Linked DNA regions of Pan troglodytes: region 2 is linked to region 1. The links are chromatin contacts, called in public HiChIP or PLAC-seq maps. All regions are on one chromosome and are shown on one strand. Each heading gives the region's core, a stretch centred on a gene start, on an enhancer-like site or on the middle of the called end of the contact. The rest is flanking DNA. Distances are from core to core; before and after follow the strand shown. Region 1 holds the start of CAMTA1 (calmodulin binding transcription activator 1). Region 2 holds the start of DNAJC11 (DnaJ heat shock protein family (Hsp40) member C11).

Region 1 (3,705 bases), core at 900-3,399:
TCTGCCCACCTTGGCCTCCCAAAGTGCTGGGATTAACAGGCGTGAACCACTGCACCCGGACTGTATCGGTCTTTTTTAAAATGCAGTTTTTTTAGCCTATCATCTCACCTCATAAATGAACACCATAATTTTGGGTATTGCCCCCTCTATCTAGCAATGGGTATTTTCTGTTTCTGATGTCTACAACTAGCATAATGTTCCACTGTGTAGATGTAACACAATTTACTAAATACCCAATATTAGCACATGTAGGATGCTCCCAATTTTTTGTTGTAGTTAAGTACAGTGATCCTGTGAAGAATACCTTCACACATACAGCTTTTCTGGCATTTAGTGTTATTTCCTTAGAACAGATTCCCAGAAGTAAGATCACTGGGTCAAAAGATGCAGACATTTTTATGGCTTTTAATACATACTGTAAAATTGCTTTTCGAAAGGAATATACTAATTTACAATGCCACCAGCACTTTTAAGAATCCGTTTCTCCACACAAATCGTCAACATAGGTGCTATTAAGAATGCTAATCGATAAAATATTGTCCCCCCGTTGTTAAATTTTTGCAATTTTTGAGGCTCATAAAATTAAAGTTTCTTGAAGAATGAGTGTGTAACACAAAACATTCTCTTGGGACATCTTTATTTCTGGAAAACCTAAGACATTCTTACTTGTGAAGACCAGAAAAAGAACACATTTTGTTAGGATTGGCACAGAATTCAGTGTGACAGTCAATCTTAATGCCAGAACACTTGAACGAGGATTTTTCACTTATTTTGCTAGTTGTCACCAACAGTAGCAAAAGGAAAAATAAAATGCGGAAGAATGAAATGTTCTTACTGCAAACCGTACAAGATCACATTGAGGGGCTGGAGCTCTTACATTCAACTTTTCTTTCCTTTTTTTTCTTTTTAAATAATTTGCGATTGCAGCCTCTCCTTTTGTTTCCGATATTACCTGCCCAGGAGCAGAATTCCTTACTTTCTCCGGAGAGAGGCCGGTCCCTGGGAGCGCTGCCCAGCCACCCGCACGCCTAGCCGCCCCGAGAGCCGCACTCGGCGGACCCGGTTCCTAGGCTCGTTCCCGGGGCACCTGGCGGGCGCCCACCTCCCGGGGGGCACGTCCTCCCGTACGCAGCGCGAGGGCAGCGGGTGCCTGGCTATTTATTAGGAAAAGCCCCGCGCGGACTCCCCGGATTGAGGAGGGTGGGAAACTCGGCTGCCCCGCGCTCCACCCGGGCGGCCGGGGCTGGCGCTTCTCTGCTTTCGGCCGGCGGCCTCATCCTGGGACAGGCATCCATGAGTCATCCGCTCCGCGGGTCACATGGGCAACGTGACCAAAATAAAGTTTCGGTATTTTAAGCCGCCAGAAAAGGGGACAACGGAGCTCACCGGGGGCGGGCACAGGAGGCGGGCGCAGGCGGGCGGCGCCGGGGCCGTGGGGACGCGACGCCGAGGGGGCGGGGCCTGGCGGGAGGCTCGCCCCTCCCCCACGGCTGGCAGCGACGCCCGGACTCCTAGGCAGCCGGACTCCAGGGCGCGGCACCCCTGCGGACCTCAGCCCCGAGGCCCCCCGCGTCCGGCTCCCCACCGGCGGCGGCGGCGGGCTGCGGGATCCCGGAGATCCCGGCGCGTCCCCCACAGCCACCGGGACCCCACGCGCCAGCAGCGGCTTCCCCGGGAACGTCCTTCAGCCCCGGGAGCACGCGGGAAAAGCCCCAGCGTGCCAATGAGGGAGCGCCTTCCTCATGACGGTCACGCTCGGGGGCGGGGCTTCCCTTCGCCGCTCCCGAGTTCCGGGAACCCCCTTTGATTGGTCTGGACGGCCTGGGAAACACTGTAGTGACGCCCAATCAAAACGCCACGTCTCGGCCTCGAGGAAATATTCCGTGTCGGGCCCGTCCTGATTGGACAGTTCTTTCGGGTTCTGGCCACTAGGAAGCTTTGTTTAGGTCCGGAAGGCGGGCTTTCCTGGGAGTGGGTGGGGAGGGGGCGTTGATTCTTGACCAATCCTTTCAGTCCGTTGGGTGGTGACCAGCCAATGGGCCGGATGGATAGGACGCTCCTCCCGGAGAGTAGTGAGACCCCTGGTGCGGGGCGATTGGTGGCGGGAGCGATGAGTGGCAGCCGCACGGCCCAACGGGAGCTGTGCGTGGGCCGCGGGGCGGGGCCAGGGCGGGTGCGCGGCGGCGGCGGTACGAGGCGCGCGCTCGGGGTCCCGGTCGCGAGGAGGAGGAGGATGTGGCGCGCGGAGGGGAAATGGCTGCCGAAAACAAGCCGGAAGGTAAGAGCCGGAGCGCGAGGGGCTGGGGGGCGGCGCGGCGGGCGGCGGGACCCGGCCCCGCCGGACATCCCGGGCATCGGCGGCGCCGGGCGGGAGCGCGGGGGCGCGGCGGGCGGGCGACCCGGCCGGGGAGGGGGCCGGCGGGGTGGGGGGGCGGAGCGCGGCCGAGTCCTGAGGTGACTCGCGGGGCCGGCGGAGCGCGGCGCCCCACACCCCACCCCCGGGGGCGGGCTGGGGCCGGAGGGGGCGGGGGGCTCGCGGGGCGGGGACCGGGCCCAGCGAGGAGGAGGAGCCGGCGGAGGGCCGGCGCCTCCCCCACCCGGACCGGGCATCCCCGCCGCTCCCGAGCCCGCTGCGCGGCCCCCGCACCCCCGGCGCTGGGTCCACGGTGGGGGCCGCGGGGCGGAAAGTTTATACGCCTCGGGTCCTCCTGGCCCCGCGCCCCACTGCTCCGGGCCGGTCCCCGTCGGGCGGCAGCGGCCGGCGCTCAGCCCTCGCCGGCCCCCTGCTCTCCGGCGGGCAGGGCCAGATGTACTCTCTCCGGCACCCTCTTCAGCTCCGTGGACACCTCCCTGAGCGGGCGGGGGGTCCCCGAGCTTCTCCCCGCCAGGGGGACCCCGTCCTGCCGAGCGTCCCTCGGCCGAAGGGCCTCGTGTGACCCCTCCCCCTTCGCTTCCCGGGAAGGGAAGGGGGCCTGCGCAGCATCCCCGCCCCTCGCAGTCGTTCACATCCTACTCTTGCCCTTGCACCCTCACAGCCAGGAGGGTGGGGTCTCCGTTTCTATGGCAAGTGAGGATCTCCACACTCCCTTGCCCTTTACCTTCCGTGACCCCGATCCTTCCTTGGCACAGGGGTCCGTCTGATCTGCTCATCTTCTTTGGATTCTTTTGGGGCCTCTGCACACTCTCCGTTGACCCTTTTTGCCAGGACAAGGGGACTCGGGCTGCCCATGTTCTTCTTTCCTCACCCAGTGGATAGTGGGGGCTTGTGCAGCTCTGAAGTCATTTCTAAATAGGAAAGCAGACACTTCTTCCAGATCATGCATACTCTCGTACACTTTGCTGGGTTAGGGCGAGCTCATTTCCTAAATACCCTTTGAGTTGCCCTCCTTTTCTTATGGAGACAACTGGACGTTCACCGTGCTCCTTTCGCCATTTGTGTGTCTACACTGACTTGTTCTCTCTTCTCGGAGTTCCTTGTCTGGGTGAGAGTGGGCGCCCCAATAAGATGTAGGGCAGGGCTTCCACTGTGCCTAGTGCTTGAGTGAAAAGGGGCCACACTAGTTGCTCCTGTGTCTGAGGAAGACCTGGGTATATTTTTGCCTCCACTTGACTCTTGTGTCTCAGGAGGGGGCAACCTTCATCAGTTGACACTACCTCACTGGGAAAAGGGTCATGTGGCCTTGTTTTTTGATGTTTTGATTACTG
Region 2 (3,892 bases), core at 531-3,030, 86 kb before region 1:
TTAAGAAGGTACTTTGTAATATTCTCCCCACTCTTGAGAATGTACTTTGTAAGATCCACCCCCTGCCCACAAAAAATTGCTCCTAACTCCACCGCCTATCCCAAACCTATAAGAACTAATGATAATCCCACCACCCTTTGCTGACTCTCTTTTCGGACTCAGCCCATACGCACCCAGGTGATTAAAAAGGTTTATTGCTCACACAAAGCCTGTTTTGGTGGTCTCTTCACACGGACGCGCGTGACACTCAAGGATACAGTACCAGAACTAGCAGCTTTGTAGTCCAAGGACTGGTAAGGTAAGGTGACAGACTAGCATGGAGCTCACAAGCTGGGCTCCAGAGTCAGACTGCCTGGGTTGAGTTCAGGCTCTTGCACTTTCTAGTAGTGTGACTTTAGACACACTAATCTATGCCTTGGTTTCCTCAAGTGTAAATCAAGGGCTATCATAATACTTACCTTAAGAGCTATCCTCAGAATTAAATGAGATAACAGTACAAAGTTCATTCAGCATAGTGGTCCCACACAAGATAAGTTCGTATTATTAACACCACATAGACTAATATTTACTGACAACACACACTGAACCCGCTTTGGTTAGCATAGCCAAACTTGGCTAGCTTTCATTACCACTGGAAAACCTGAGAGATGGAATTAGGAATTCTCTGGCAGGGCTGAAAAGTCTGGACCCATCGGCTTAAAGAAACTGATCCACCTCATGACCTGACCCTGGAAGCCTTCTCGCCCTTCACACCTATCTCAACTCCAGACTAGTCATGAACAAAGGAGTGTAGTGGGGCCCTACTACTGCCAGACTATGTGAGACTCTCTCATGTTATCTTTTATTCGTTGAGGAGACAGGGTACAAGTGCTTGGTGTGAATGTTGAAGCTGTTGTTAGGGCACCACTTTTCTGGCCTGGGGCTTCTTCCTAATCTGCAGCCTCCGAGCCGAGGGTCTGTGTCCCGGAGGCTCTGCCTGCAATTTCTGGATAGCGGGTCCAGGGGAATGAAAGAGGGCACGAGACGCGTGCCTCTGAGGCTGGACCCACTTCAGAGGCAGAGCGTCCCCACGAAAGACTCGGGGACCGGAAAAAGCCCTAAGGACGTTTCCTAGTGGCTTTGACCTTGGTGGGTGAGACTCAGTTCGCCATCCTGCTGGCGGCGGGCGATGACACAGCCCCTCAGCCAGGACGAGTATGTGGGCTGAGCGCGAGACGGGGTCTCGGAGGACTGCGAACCCCACTACGGTGGCCTCCTCGGGCCCCCCGTTTCCTCTTGTGCGTGCGGGGGCCTCTGGCCCTGCCCGGACACAGTGCACGCGGCGCACTGGCCTCCAGGAGCTGGGGCGGAGGCCGGCCCCGGCACCCCCGGCGGAAGGGTCTGGGCGGTGGGGACGGCTCCATCGGGTGGCTGGCGTGCACGTCGCCGGGGTCACGCGGCCTCCCCGCCGGACCCGAGCCTCCCGTGGCGGGGGCGGGGCGGCCGCCGCCAGCCCGGCCCTCCCGAACGACCGGGCTCGGCCTCAGCCCCTAGAGCGTCCAGCCGCTGGCCTCACCTCCCTGCGCACGTTCAGCAACGAGTAATAGTCTTCATTGTCCAGCTCCTCCTCGCTCAAGGCCGTCGCCATCTTCGCAACCTTTCACCCCGCCAAACCGGCAAGGCCGTGCTCAAGAGGGGCCAGTGATCCGCGTCAGGGACAGCGCGGGCCAGCCCGGCTGCGCCACAGCGGCCCCTGGCGGCCCGGAGCCGTCCGCGCCCGGCAGGAGTGCGCCTGCGCTTTGCGCCCCCGCGCGGCCTAGGGCGGGACGCGGCGCCTAGGCAGCCCTAGCGGGGTGACCACGCGGGTCTCTCTTCGTGCTCCCAATGGACGCGTGGCAGCGTCCTCGGGGGCCTGAGATCCAGCCAGGACTCCCTAGGGCTTTTCTTGTACTAGAAAGGGAAACTTTGCTTTTTTTTTTTTTTTTTTTTTTGAGACGGAGTTATACTCTGTCGCCCAGCCTGGTGTGCAGTGGCGCAATCCCGGCTTACTGAAACCTCCACCTCCCGGGTTCAAGCGATTCTCCTGCCTCAGCCTCCCGAGTAGCTGGGACTCCAGGCGCGCGCCACCACGCCCGGTTAATTTTTTTGTATTTTTGGTAGAGACAGGGTTTCACCATGTTGGCCAGGCTGGTCTGAGGCTCCTGAACTCAGGAGATCCTCGGCCTCCCAAAGTGCTGGGATTACAGGCATGAGCCACCGCGTCCTGCCTAGAAAGGGAAACTTTGAAGTCACCTCCAGGAGATTGTCATCCTCTGGGAGACAAACCCCTGTGATACCACCTGTTACCCCACTGGCCCCAAACTCCTGGAAGAAGCGTGAGGTGCACCCAGTGCAGGGTGCATCCGGATCCCAGAAATCCCCCAAATGAGATTTATTCCTACCTCCATTGTCTTTTCTCTTGGCCACCCAGAAGCCTTCCCGCCCAGAACAGGCCTCCTCATTTTAGTTATTTGTTATTGCTCTAATTTAGGAGCACCTGGCCATCTTTCCTGCTGCTTAAATGACAAAGCAATAACTATTTGGTTCCTGATATAATTGTCTCTGGCAGGCATGTGTACCTGCAGTCCCTACCCCAGAGCCATTCTCCTGTAAATTTCTCCCTTATAATTTATCGGTGGAGTCTAATTGATTTCAACCTGGTGCCTGCTGTTTGGTGCATTATTAAAGATGTCTTGGTTACAATAATCTAAATAATTTAAAGGTCTTCGAAATGACGCCATTGTCAAGGGAAGGTGGACAGCAGCCCACTCTTGCCACCTGTTTGGTTCCCGCTGACCTGCGCAAGTCTCAGAAACCTTTGTTGTTCCTTCACTAACCACCAGTCCATAGCCATCCCCGTTGCCCTTCATAAGCAGGTCTCCTGGGAAGCCCCGAACACCTGTCTGTGGATTTGAGAGGCTGATTTCTTTCTCTTTCTAGTTTTTGGCCAGATGTGCACCATCTGGGCCTGTGTCTCATCCCTTCCAAGTTGCCCAGCCCTCTTAGGATCTTTTGGCATGAGACACTTCGGTGTGCTGAGACAGATTGTTCGGGTGGGTTGAGTCAGCCTGAAACAAACTGTCAGCCCAGGTTGTAAATTAAGGGCTATTTCTTTAGTTGTGTGAAGCTTCTCCACAACAGCTTCCATGGTCCATCAGCTCTTCCAGCAACGTTATGGGCTTTGCCTTTTTCTCCTTTGCAGAGAAAAGAGCTGTCGTTAGGGCCAAACTGCATGCTGACATTTGACAGTCTTTAAGAATTTCTTTCTTTTTTTTTTTTTTTGTTTGAGACAGAGTCTCACTCGGTCGCCCAGGCTGGAGTGCAGTGCCACGATCTTGGCTCACTGCAACCTCCGCCTCCCGGGTTCAAGCGATTCTCCTGCCTCAGCCTCCCAAGCAGCTGGGACTACAGGTGTGCGCCATCACGCCCAGCTAATTTTTGTATTTTTAGTAGAGACGGGGTTTCACCATGTTGGCCAGGCTGGTCTCGAACTCCTGACCTCGTGATCCACCTGCCTCGGCCTCCCAAAGTGCTGGGATTACAGGCGTGAGCCACCGCACCCGGCCAAGAATTTCATACAGAGAGACTGGGGGTAAAAACGACAATATGGAGACGTTCCTTTTTCCCTTAGGTTTTTTTTTCTTTTTCTTTTCCTTTTTTTTTTTTGAGCTGGAGTCTTGCTCTGTCGCCCAGGCTGGAGTGCAGTGGCACGATCTCGGCTCACTGCAAGCTCCACCTCCTGGGTTCATGCCATTCTCCTGCCTCAGCCTACCGAGTAGCTGGGACTACAGGCGCCCACCACCATGCCCGGCTAATTTTTTTTTTTTGTATTTTTAGTAGAGATGGGGTTTCACCATGTTAGCCAGGATGGTCT

What was found. HiChIP or PLAC-seq counts read pairs in DNA pulled down with a chosen protein or histone mark.
Region 2: an H3K4me3 HiChIP or PLAC-seq map of stem cell-derived excitatory neurons shows a contact between it and region 1, with 5 times the contacts expected there. The contact joins the promoter of DNAJC11 here to the promoter of CAMTA1 in region 1. A contact is called at or near these places in 1 of 7 Hi-C or Micro-C datasets (blood) and 1 of 1 datasets of contacts at active chromatin or transcription factors (stem cell-derived excitatory neurons).

The regions. Positions count from the first base shown.
Region 1 is chr1:225,208,105-225,211,809 of NHGRI_mPanTro3-v2.0_pri, reverse strand. CAMTA1 (calmodulin binding transcription activator 1) reads left to right here and starts at 2,149. Exons shown (of 21, transcript XM_054662341.1): 1 at 2,149-2,278. The coding sequence starts at 2,234.
Region 2 is chr1:225,294,007-225,297,898 of NHGRI_mPanTro3-v2.0_pri, reverse strand. It overlaps DNAJC11 (DnaJ heat shock protein family (Hsp40) member C11), which reads right to left and starts at 1,780. Exons shown (of 16, transcript XM_016953272.3): 1 at 1,556-1,780. The coding sequence starts at 1,627.